Regions from separate parts of the Mus musculus genome. Here region 1 is linked to region 2. A link is a contact called in public HiChIP or PLAC-seq data. All regions are on one chromosome and are shown on one strand. Each heading gives the region's core, a stretch centred on a gene start, on an enhancer-like site or on the middle of the called end of the contact. The rest is flanking DNA. Distances are from core to core; before and after follow the strand shown.

Region 1 (5,675 bases), core at 3,068-5,567, 640 kb after region 2:
AGTCAAGACAGCGAGATGATGTGTGATGTCCCTGGAGCAGGTGAAAGGACCAGAGGGAGGCAGTAAGTGGGGAGGTCCAGCATCTCCATTCTCTGCGGAGCGATGCTCAGCCAGCTGGGCCTCCCTCCTCTTCCCATCAGCAGCCTCTTTGTTCAGTCCTGACCTGGACATTTAGAGGTGAGCTAAATGTCCCAGCTAGCTGTGGTGGAGCTTCTAAGCAGCGTAGGGATTATCTCTTTGCAGAGTGAACCTGAGAGAGGGAGGAGGGTGCTGAAGACAATGGGCCATTAATAAACTGCTCAGAAATTCAGAGCCCAGGGCACCTGGCCTTGGAGTGAATTGGCAGGTGTACTGGGAACCTTGTCACGGTCCTAGCTAATCCTGCCAGTGACTTGGGGGAGGGAGGGTGGAAAGTGGGATGGGATTAGCTCTTCCTGCAAAGTTGACTGGCTAAACTTTGCCCAGGTACTGAGTCACATCAAGGCACCTGTTCAATTAGATGGGCTTAGTCAGTGTACAGAGTGATCCCAGGTCTTGGGAGTAAGCATTTATGTGTGCCCTCCCCCGTGTGTCTGTGTGTGTGTATATATATATGTGTGTCTGTGGGGGGAGGGGAGGGAGGGGAGGAAGGAAGGAAGAGAGGAGAGGACCTTGTACTTAAGTTTCCAGTTTTAGGAAGAGGGCTTTCTTCCAGGGCCCAGCGTACACATGCTGGATCCCCCTAGCCCATCACTTCTCAGAGCTTGCTTGCCTGCCCAGAACTGACCTAGTGATGATATAAGATTGCATCCTTTAGCCCAGCAGGTCTGGGATGGGGGACAGCTGCAGGCACTGACTTTGGATTGTGCAGAGTTCTGGATACCTCTCAGGTGTTCCCTATCCACAGCAACCTTGTGAGGTGGTGACAGAGCTGAAGAATTGAGGGTGAGCAGACCTGTGGCTTGTGGGAGGCTCTGTAGGACACTGTGGTACTGGGTTCCGATCCTGGACCGTCTGTGGTCTGTTCCGACTTCTGCATCTGAAAGCTTCTCGGAGAACAGGCGGCAGACAGCCTATAGCTTCCACATTCACGATGGTATCTTTGTTGGATGAGGACTAGTCAGGGTAGCTAGCCACCTCTCTTGGGCCTCTGGGATTTTACAGTTGCTGGTGAATGGGTGGACACCCTGAAGGCCTTCCTGTGGCTTTCTTGGTATACACAGGGTGCTGTTCAGTGCTTGTGGTCCTCAGAGGCACCGAAGTTGATAGCCAGATTTGTCAAGCCCCGGCCCACCTTCTTTCCTAAGCACTGTTCTCCTCGGACCATGCTGTTTTGTCCTGGCTGCACCCTAACTTCATATCACCCCACTCCCACCCCTGCAGGCTTCCTCCAGAGTCCCGACATCACATTTTCCGTTTTCTTCCTCATGCCAACACACAGCTCTCTGAGCTTACTGAAGTGTACATTTGAGGTCTTATCTGTTAGACACAGCCCCCCACACTCACGTCACTTACGTGGTATGCGCCCTAGGAAGAACCTGGAGGTTTGTGGAGCACTTTCAAAAAAAAAACAAACAAACAAAAACGAAGGCCTGAGTATAGTGGTGGAGACTTGAAGGAGTTTCACTCCCTGGGCTGCCATGCACTGTGGTCACAGACATGTAGTGTCCCAGCTAACCCGTAGCAGTTCCTCCTCTGATTCTTCTGTTTGTACACACCCTTCTTCAACGCACACACAAGTGTTTAACTCCCAAGACCTGGGCTCGCTCTGTATGCCGACTAACCCCATCTGACTTAGCAGGTGCTTTGATGCGCCTCCCTTTGTGAAAAACCACAAGGACCGCGTTCACCTGTTCGTTGGCTCAGCTAGTATCTGAGGTGTGAGGGGCAGACACAAATGCCCCTCTGAGCCCCCCACCAGACCCCGGGCCCCTTCACAGAGGCTCAAGTCATCCGGTTCATGCGACACTCCGTGGTGAACCCTCCTAGCCTCCTTCCTCATTGCAGACTGGTGTCTCTCCTCGAGCCTGTTTTGGGAGTGTTTGATTGGACACTCTTACACACAGAATGCAGCTTTGTGTGACTCCTAGCTTCCGGCAGTCAACTGGTGTTTTCAGTTGCCAGAGATGCACAGACACCCCAACAAGAAGATGCTTCAGGGTCCAAGCGAGTCTTATAGCTGTGGCGCCTGTAGTTAAGACAGGTGGGGCGATCCTTGAGTACACTCACCCCACCTGGGAGGAGCAACCTCGCCTCAGAGAAGAATCCGAGGCCGCTGTTGAGGTTTAGCAAGGAGGGCAAAGAGGATTTCCGGGCAGTGGTGTGGGCTTGAGCTGGCCTGGTTCTCTTTCTGAGCAAGATAAACAGTAATGAGGGATGCCCAGCAGGAACAAGCTGAATTTTCGGAGGCTCTCAGTGGCTGTTGTCACTGCCATGCAAGGGACCAAGGAAGGTGACCCCCTAAACATATAGACAGAATGCAGGACATCAGTGTGGTCATTGAAGAGTCACAAACAGAGAGCTCTCGTCCAGACTTACACAGCCACTGCTGGCACAGACCGACTTCAGCCTGTCCTTCCTGTCCCCCTGTTTCAGATGTAGTGTTCTTCTAAAATATTTTAAATTTTAATTTTTTTATGCCTATGAGTATTTTTTTTTCCTGCATGAGTGTGACTGGTGTTGATGGAGACCAAAGCAGGGCATTAGATTCCCTGCAGTGAGAACTACAGATGGTTGTGAGCTGCCATGTAGTTGCTGGGAATCAAACCCTGGTCCTCTGAAACAGCACCAAACGCTGAGGCATCCATTGAGCTCAGTCAGTCCGTTTATCTGGTGGATCTTAAGTAATGCGGAGAGCTATTCCCGACCTTGTTGTGTTGTCGACCATCCTCTGCTTGTTTACATTTGTACCACACAGAGTTCACTCTCATGGTCTCTCCTGTCTCTGGCTGCCTCTTATAAGATTAGTTCCTCTGAAGATATTAGATCCTCAGACTGGATGCATGCACAAGTTGAAAGCAGGAGGAGCAGAAGTTCAAGGCCATCCTAAGCTATATAGGGAGATTGAGGCCAGCCTGGGCTACATGAATCTCTGTGTCAAGTCAAAACAAAACACAACAAAAGGTGAGTGTCTCTCTGTGGTTAGGTGAGTGAACTTGCTTAATAACTCGTTGGCTTTGTTCACAAACTCCCCTGAGGTGGGACGAGGGTGGTCTCGTACAGGCACAGCAAGGAAGCCACAAACCACTATTAGCTCCAACCAGGTGATCAGGTTGAACCTTGATGAGACCCTGACCTTGTTTGAGAGAGAGGCTTAGACCCCAGAAGATGGTGTCTTCGCTCAGCTAAACCAACCCTGCTTCCTGAGCCACTGAAATGGAGAAATGTCCAACCTTTGTTATCTGTGGTCATTTGCTGTGCAGAGCTGGGTTCCTTTTGACCCACCAGGCTGTCCTTGGGTTCACCTGTGTGAATTATCCCCACCTTTGCTGTGGGGATTTTTGAAGCAGGACTACCTGTAGGATGGTAGAATGTGACAGGGAAGCGCTTTGTCTGCCCCAGCATGCAAACTGCCAGTGGAAATCGGATCCTCTGCACACACCTCCCCCCACCCCCACCAGCTATTCCTCTGCATCAAGCTCCACACTGACCACCTTGTGATATTGGAGCTGGTCCGCCCGGGGTGATGTGTATCTGATAGACTTTCAATGCAGGTACATCTGCCTCCCCTCCCCCAGACTCATGTTATTATTCTCCTTTGTTCCAACTAGATTTTTTACATGGTTTCGGTTCACTTTTCTTACTGGATCCTACAAAGTCTTGGAATTTACTAGAACTAGGCAAAACGCGCTGGTTCTTAGAGTGTTCTTTCACTGCGGGGGGGGGGGGCACTCCACCGTGCAAGGCTTTAAAACAGAATGAGACTCCTTGGAACCCTTCTGTCCCAGGGGATGCTTGGCAGGATTGTTTTCTAGGTTTTCCCGGCCATGACCTGAGTGCTCAGGCCCTGGACTCCACTCTGGCTGGAGTAGAGTGATGTTTGTGGTGCATCCTCCTTTGAGAAGGCCTGCCTGAGAGCTGCTTTTTCTCTGGGCTCCCTGGAGGTGGCTGCAAAGGAATGTGGGCCCCTGGCTGAGTGTTCCAAACGCGCGCGCGCGCGCGCGCGCACACACACACACACACACACACACACATTCCTGGAGCAAAGTTAAAATTAGAAAAAAAGCTGCCACATTTCCTGCCATTCAGGCAGTCGCTGGTGTTTGTTTGCACAAAGGTTCTTCGGTAACAATCTGGAGTGGGTTTGGGAGGATGGAGCGGTTGAAGTCATGATTTTCAGGAGGGAGGTGAGCGGTTTCCATGGCGACCTTTGTTGTGGGCGTCACCCAGCTTTTGAGTCCCTGCACAATGATACTGGAATGGAAAAATGCTGTCAAACAACTCCTTTTGATAGTTCACAAGAAAAATTTAATTTTACTTGTTTCTTTCTAGAAGGCAGATGCAAAGGGGAATGAGCACAGCTGACTGCCCCTCTTTTTAAATGACCTTTAGCCTCCACTTTCTACCTACGCTGGGGTGGGGGGCACCATCCCTAATGTACTTGTCAACCAGAATCCTCCAGGTTCAGCAACTTGTCTGCACCTAGGGTATGAGAACCTAAGTCTGTGTCCATACTGTGAACACCCAGCCATCATCTTTGCAATAGTGCCTGCTAGAATCCAGAGGCTTCCTCGTGCACAAGAGATCAGGACAAAGGTCTTGTCTCAGAGAACACTTTTCCTGGAGATACAGGGACAAGGGGGAGGTGCGTTTGTGCAAGAAGGAGAGGCAAGTGAGGCTGGGAGGGGGTTGGGCAGTAAACTAAGTTTGCTAGAGTGTGCATCCCGAAAGATACCCAAGCCCTAGTGTCTGTGACCATTACCTATTAGAGCAAAGGGGCCTTTGCAGATGGGAGGAGCCTGGGGTGTCAGGATTTCTTGGTATTTTCATTAATAAAGAACTGATAAAGAAGAGATTCAAGAGCCTCCCGCCAGCATCATTGGGTGCTGAGATCCCTGGGAGAGACAGAAAACCAGAGAGTCTAGGATAGGGCAAGGTTGTTCTTTTCATCTAGCAGGGTGGCTAGATGAATTCCTTTTAGGGGCGACCCTACCACCGATTACCTTCTGCTAGGCCCCACCTCTTAGAGAATTTACCTTTTCTTAACATCTCCAGTCTGGGAGACTTAAGGTTTCAGCATTCAGACCATGTCCAGGCCGTACCATGCATGGTTCCTACTTCTGCCCTACATGCAAACACATGTGTCTTTGTAAGAGGTGGTGGAGGGAGGTTCAACCACAGGAACTGATGACAGATACGGACTAAATGAGTGTGCTTTGGGTACCAGAGGCAGGGAGATTGGTAAACTCGAGAAGCTAAAAAAGGGCAGAGAAAGGATTTGTAAGTCTAACCCTCCCTGTTCACCCTGTCTCCTTGGCTATCTCCTTGGCTTTACCCCATAAGATTGGGTTCAGATTTCTAGCCCCTAAAACTACATGGGATAAACCTGTGCTATAGCAGCAATAGGAGAGACAGGAGTGTGGGAATCCAAAGACGTGACCACTACACAGAGCCTTCCTTCCTTCCATACTGTGCGCTTCCCTGCGGATTAGCCTAGGATCATGGCACCTGCATTAGTATCCAGACCTAGCTGACAG
Region 2 (5,679 bases), core at 3,083-5,582:
GGGTGGGAGGCTGTGAAGGGCTTGCCCTTCTAACAGTACGGTCTCCAACCTCTCCTCAGCTGAAAGATAAGTGAACCCTTTTCTCCCCCAGTGCTTTTGGATGTTGTGTTTCTCACAGCAAGAGAAAGTAAACTGAGGAAGGAGCTCTTCAAGGCCAGGGAAAATCTCTTTCAAGTGTACCATATAGAGCTGGTGAGATGGCTCAGTGGGTAAGAGCACTGACTGCTCTTCCAAAGGTCATGAGTTCAAATCCCAGCAACCACATAGTGGCTCACAACCACCCGTAATGAGACTGACGCCCTCTTCTGGTGTGTCTGAAGTCAGCTACAGTGTACTTATAATAATAAATACATTTTTTAAAAAAGTGTATCATGTACTTTGGTCACATTCACTTATTGTATTCTCCTCTGTCTCTGTCTCCCCTTTCTCTCCCCAACCAGCCTGTTCCTTTTTCCAGTATTGAGGCAAAGGCTTTTATGTATTTATGGAAATAGTCTAGGCTTTACAAATTAGGCAAATTTGGCCTGTCTCACTTAATATCATGATCTCCAGTGGTGTCCATTTTCTAACAAATGACATAATTGTGTTCTTCTATAGTGACAGAATAGAATTCCATGGTTCACATAAAACACATTTTCTTTACCCATTTATCCACTGAGAAATGCTGTAATAGGCTGCAATAACTTGGCTGTTGTAAATGGTACTGTGTCTGTGAATACATTAGTATTTATTTTATTATTCTTTCCATTTTCACTATGTTCGATCATCTTCACATAAATAAGAGGTCTTAGGAATGAGTAAGGTTCCGTGTTCTCAGTCCAAACATCTGAAAGAAGCCATGACACAGCAAAAGAACTTTTGAAGTAAAATTAGACAACATTCACTCAATGCCTATTTGTAAATGTATTATCTGTGTGCTTACTATTAGATGTAAACATGCAGACTGTGTCTCCTTTTTTGAAGATTTATGTATGAGTGGTGTATGTGTGTGTGTGTGTGTGCACGCGTGTGTGTGCTCATGAGTGAGCATACACACCTACAGAGGACAGAAAAATGAATCAGATCCCCCTGGAGGTGGAGTTAAAGACACTTGCAAGCCACCTGACATGGTACTGGGAACTGAATGAGTCTTCTGTAAGATAAGTGCACATTCTAACCATTGAGCCATCTTTTCGGCCCTGTTTCCTCCTCCTCCCCTCACCCCCCAACTTCTCATCCTCCTCCATGTGTATAGGAATTTGCCTGCATGGATGTCTACGCACCATATGTATGCAGTGCCCAGATAGGCCAGTAAAGGGCAAAAGATTCCCCTGGAACTGGAATTATAAATTGTAGCTGTCACATAGGGGCTGGAAATCAAACCTTGGTATTCTGGAAGAACAATCAGTGTTCTTAACCATTGAGCCATCTCTCCAGCCCCAGGTTTCTTTTGATCAGGAGAAAGAGAGAGGTAAGAGAGAGAGAGAGAGAGACACATACAGAGAGAGAGAGAGAGAGAGAGAGTGCGTGTACGTGTGTGTGTGTACGTGTGCACGTGTGTGTGCATATGTGTGTGTGCATGTGTGTGTGTGTGTGCGTGTGTATGTGTGTATTAGTGTATTCTGTGATTCTTTCCATGTGGTTTAGATGCTCTGCCGTTTCCCTATGTCACTAGCATTCTGGCTACACCTCTCTCTTTTTAATTTCATTTTTAATAGTTTGCCTTATTGTGTTTGTGCCCACTGATTTCTTCTGCATGGCTGGGTGCTGTCCATCTCATCCAGTGGTCTACATTTTTTATCTTCATCTCTGGGTGTCCTACTTGGACCAGTGCCATTGCTACACTTCCCACTTTATTGTGATCATGGTTCCTGTAAGGACTTGAATGTGTGGTGACCGTTTATGATAATCACCCTTTCCTGCTAGTTCAGTCCTCTCTATCATGTGAGCAGTTTGTCTACCACCCCTTTGGGTGGGGAGTCTTATTGGACATGGGATACTGTAGCCATGAGTCTCAAGAATGTTATACTTTTTGGGATTCTTTGAATTTTGTTTTCTCACTGAAGTCACATGGATTCTAGTCAATAGTTTTGAGGCTCGTGTTCAAGGTTTTCTAGGGCTGGCCCAGGATTCTTTTGAATCTAGGAAAATGCCTAGACAACCACTCCCCTGATTCCATCAAACCAATTATTTTCTGAGGATGTAATCTATTGTTTCATTATCAAAAGCCCTTTCTGTGATGGAGAGAAGAGCCCTACGTGAGTTTAGAGAGTTGTTCTAGATTCCACCTTCTGGAGAGTCTTTTCTGGACTCAGTTACCTCTCACACACTCAGATCAACACAAATCAAAACATTTGGAGGTTTCTCTCTGGCTTTCACTAGAACCATTCCTCTTTGTAGCTCTCCCCTTTCTGTATTTTGCCATGCTGGCCTTTCTGAATGCTGGGCTCTTTAACCTTACAGTATAGCATGGAAACCACTTCCAGACTTTAAACCGGGGTGATGCTGAGAGTCCTTCTGTCTGTCCATCTGTCCGTCTCTAGGTGATTCTCTTCTTGGGCTGGCCTCTTTCTAGGAAGCACTGTCTCTTACTCTCAACATCTACTTATTGAAAGCATGCACAGTGCTGAGACTCCACTGTGGCCAGCCCCAGAGATGCACATCTATTTGACTTGGAAAGAATAGAAACTTGTCACAAAGTCATCATTTACAATTGAGAATTCAATGGTACGGGAAGAAGCAACTGAAACAGAAACAACCTTAGGGCTTCCGGTTCTAACTTTAACCCACTGCAGAGGATGTGTAAAGTTCTCCTGCGGTAATTACATTAACAAACCTTTAGTCTTTCACAGTTTTGGCCGCCACATTTTATGCACAGCAGTGAGTTGTCAGGCTCTGTGAACTTGGTTACAATTTCTGCTTCAGAAGGAATGGCTGTCAGGCCTAGATCCCTTTTCTCCTTGGGCTGTGTGAGAATATTTTTAGGCAAATTGGAAGAGAAAATAAGCCCCCTGCCCACACTGTAGTGAGTGGCCAGGTCAACCAAAGATGGAAACGTGCTGACCAGCCAGCAATTTTCCTTCGGAGACTGTATAATGAACAGTTAGAATTACTCAGTTACACAGTGACAGAAAAATAATTGCGAGCTTGAAGTACCCTGAATACCTGGAATTGAATTTTGCAATAAATCTTTAAAATAGTCACTCATGTTTGATTTCTTTATATGGTGTATAATGGCTTCTCCACTGAAATACAGGCGCCTTTGATTTTCCATCTTTCTATGATGCCTCTTTTAAAAATGACAATCTTGTCTTGTGGTACCCACAGGTTGGCACCGTGGGCTGACTTTGCACCCAGCAGCATCACAGCTTGGGACAGCCCTCCATGCTGCCAGCTGTTCTCTGCGGTCCTTGCTGCACACCACCATGCTCCTGGGAAGCCTGGCCAGCTCTTCTGGTGGCCCTTCTGACCTCTTTCACCCTTTTATTTTGGTTGTACGATGTAAGAACCATTGAGCGCTACACATTCATGTCATCTGTTTATACTTAAAAGAATAGTAGTGTACACTCAACTACTTTATGACAGATTTTATTTATGTAAAACCAGGCATCATAACATCTTAGGGCTTTAGGGGGCTATAGGCATTGTGTGTGTGTGTGTGTGTGTGTGTGTGTGTGTGTGTGTGTGTGGTGTTTGTGTGGGTGTGTGCATACATAGTATGTTCATGTAGATATCAATATAGGATGTCTTCCTGAGTTGCTTCTCCACCAATATTTTTTGAGATGGGGCCTCACACTGAACCTGGAGCTCAGGGATTTGGCAAGGCCAGCGGACTTGTAAGCTCCGACAGATGCTGCCGTCTCTGTCTCTACAGAGGGGGTGGTAGGCATGTGTCTACTGCACAGCAGGCTCTTTATTTACTTTTTAACTTTTTTATTGATTCTTTGTGACTTTCACATCGTGAACCCCGAGTCCCATTCATCTATCTCCCTGTCTCTGTATCTGCCTGCCCTTGGCCCTTGAAACCTCCTTCTCCCCAGCCCTCAAGAAAACAAAAAAGTAAAAACAGAAACAGAGAAAGAAAGAAAGAAAGAAAGAAAGAAAGAAAGAAAGAAAGAAAGAAAGAAAGAAAGAAAGGAAGGAAGGAAGGAAGGAAGGAAGGAAGGAAGGAAGGAAGGAAGGAAGGAAGGAAAGAAGGAAGATCTCGCCCTGCAAGCTGCAGTGTGTCATGGTGTATCACACTGTTGTGCCCTTTTGACTAAGCATCTTTACTTGCCAGTGTTTATGGAATGAGTCATTGGTCTGGTTCGAGGCACTATTGGTACTGGAGCCTCTCTGGGGTTCCTCTCAGTTATCAGCTTTGGATCTGTAGGACCGGCCTCTTTATGAGCTCCAGCAGTTCATACATGGGGTAGGCGTTGTGGTGTCAACTCCAAGCCCTGGACCTGGGCCTGGACGCTAGCTGAGTTGGTCAGCCCACCCGCTAACCTGAATTCACACCACAGGGACAAGCTCTCCAGCTCTGCTCCAGTAGCCCATCCAAAGTGCCACAACCAGAAAGAGGCAGGGTCAGCTCTGCACAGCCCTTGGGTCCCAGGCAGCAGCCCATACAGGGGACGTCTGCATGGCCTTTGGTGATAACATGGACATTGACACAGACCCCTGCTGCTACAGGACTCAGGCTACTCACATTGGGCTCCCCACCCTCAAGTCTCCAGTTCGGCTTCTCTTTCTCTCTAATCACACCATATACTTACACATCACCGTAGCTGCTGAGGTGAGTAGGCCATGAGGCTGACAGGCCTCTGAATGTCTTCCACCCACCCATGCTGTGTGGCATCAGACGGACCTTGCAGCAGGCTTTTTAATATGGTCAGGGGTGGGGGAGGGGCGGTGGTCTGAGCTCAGGTTCCCACAGTTCTGCATCGGACACTGACAGACAGAGCCCTCTGCCTAGCATTTAACACAGCAGTTGAGACAGAGAGTAGACAAACGCGTTTATAGATAAAGCCATGAGTTTAGGGAAGATGTAGCTTGTACCAAATAACTGGATTGACTTCGCAGTCAAGTTTCTATTGTGTTTGCAGTACTGTGGTTTCCCCACATTGGGCCTGTCCTGTGTGGTGACCCTGACCTAGGATCTTGGGCTTTTAGTCAGAGGGAAGGAAGCAGGCTGTGAACTGAGGTTGGAGTGTTTGGAATAATATAGGCCAGCTGACTGGATTCCTTGGCAGTGAATGGACAAGCGTAAAAGCAGGCTCTGTGCAGGATACTAGGGATACCTGGACAGACAGGACTAGACCCTGCAGGAAAGACGGTGCTGTGTGCTCACACACAGAAGAGAAATCTGCAAATCAACAAGGTAGGCAGAACAGCAGCTCTTGGTGAAAGGAGACACTGAAGGGGGTGATATTTATGCTAATGGGAGCATAAGGAGGGGCAAGGAAAAGCTTTGTCTTCATCAAAGAAAGTCGTTGCCAGGTAAGCAATCAGGGGACAGCAGGATATGGCGTGTGGCATAAATAAATAAATAAATAAATAAATAAATGGGTCAGAAATGAAATGCTGATAGAATAGGTGGGAAGTAATTTGTGAACGAATTTTTCTGCTCCTCAGAATGTAAGTGGTATTTCTGGGAGAGGTTTTGGGTGTCTTCCCTCACGTTTCCAATTACTAAAGCTAATTATTCACCTCATTTGC

Evidence for each region. HiChIP or PLAC-seq counts read pairs in DNA pulled down with a chosen protein or histone mark.
Region 1: an HNF4G HiChIP or PLAC-seq map of pancreatic cancer cells shows a contact between it and region 2. The contact joins two enhancer-like sites. A contact is called at or near these places in 5 of 115 datasets of contacts at active chromatin or transcription factors (embryonic stem cells, extraembryonic endoderm stem cells and pancreatic cancer cells) and 1 of 9 other capture datasets (embryonic stem cells).

Annotation. Positions count from the first base shown.
Region 1 is chr1:89,088,599-89,094,273 of GRCm38.p6, forward strand. The region is part of intron 1 of Sh3bp4 (SH3-domain binding protein 4); the gene reads left to right. Among named protein-coding and RNA genes, the nearest start is that of Gm34331, 12 kb to the right of the region's middle. Within about 2 kb of position 4,318, at least 101 of the 459 cell types and tissues checked have an H3K27ac peak or open chromatin away from gene starts, as enhancers often do. A contact at or near this core is called in pancreatic cancer cells, where this site is marked.
Region 2 is chr1:88,448,124-88,453,802 of GRCm38.p6, forward strand. The region is part of intron 1 of Gm29538 (predicted gene 29538); the gene reads right to left. Among named protein-coding and RNA genes, the nearest start is that of Gm28888, 9.2 kb to the right of the region's middle. Within about 2 kb of position 4,333, at least 25 of the 459 cell types and tissues checked have an H3K27ac peak or open chromatin away from gene starts, as enhancers often do. A contact at or near this core is called in pancreatic cancer cells, where this site is marked.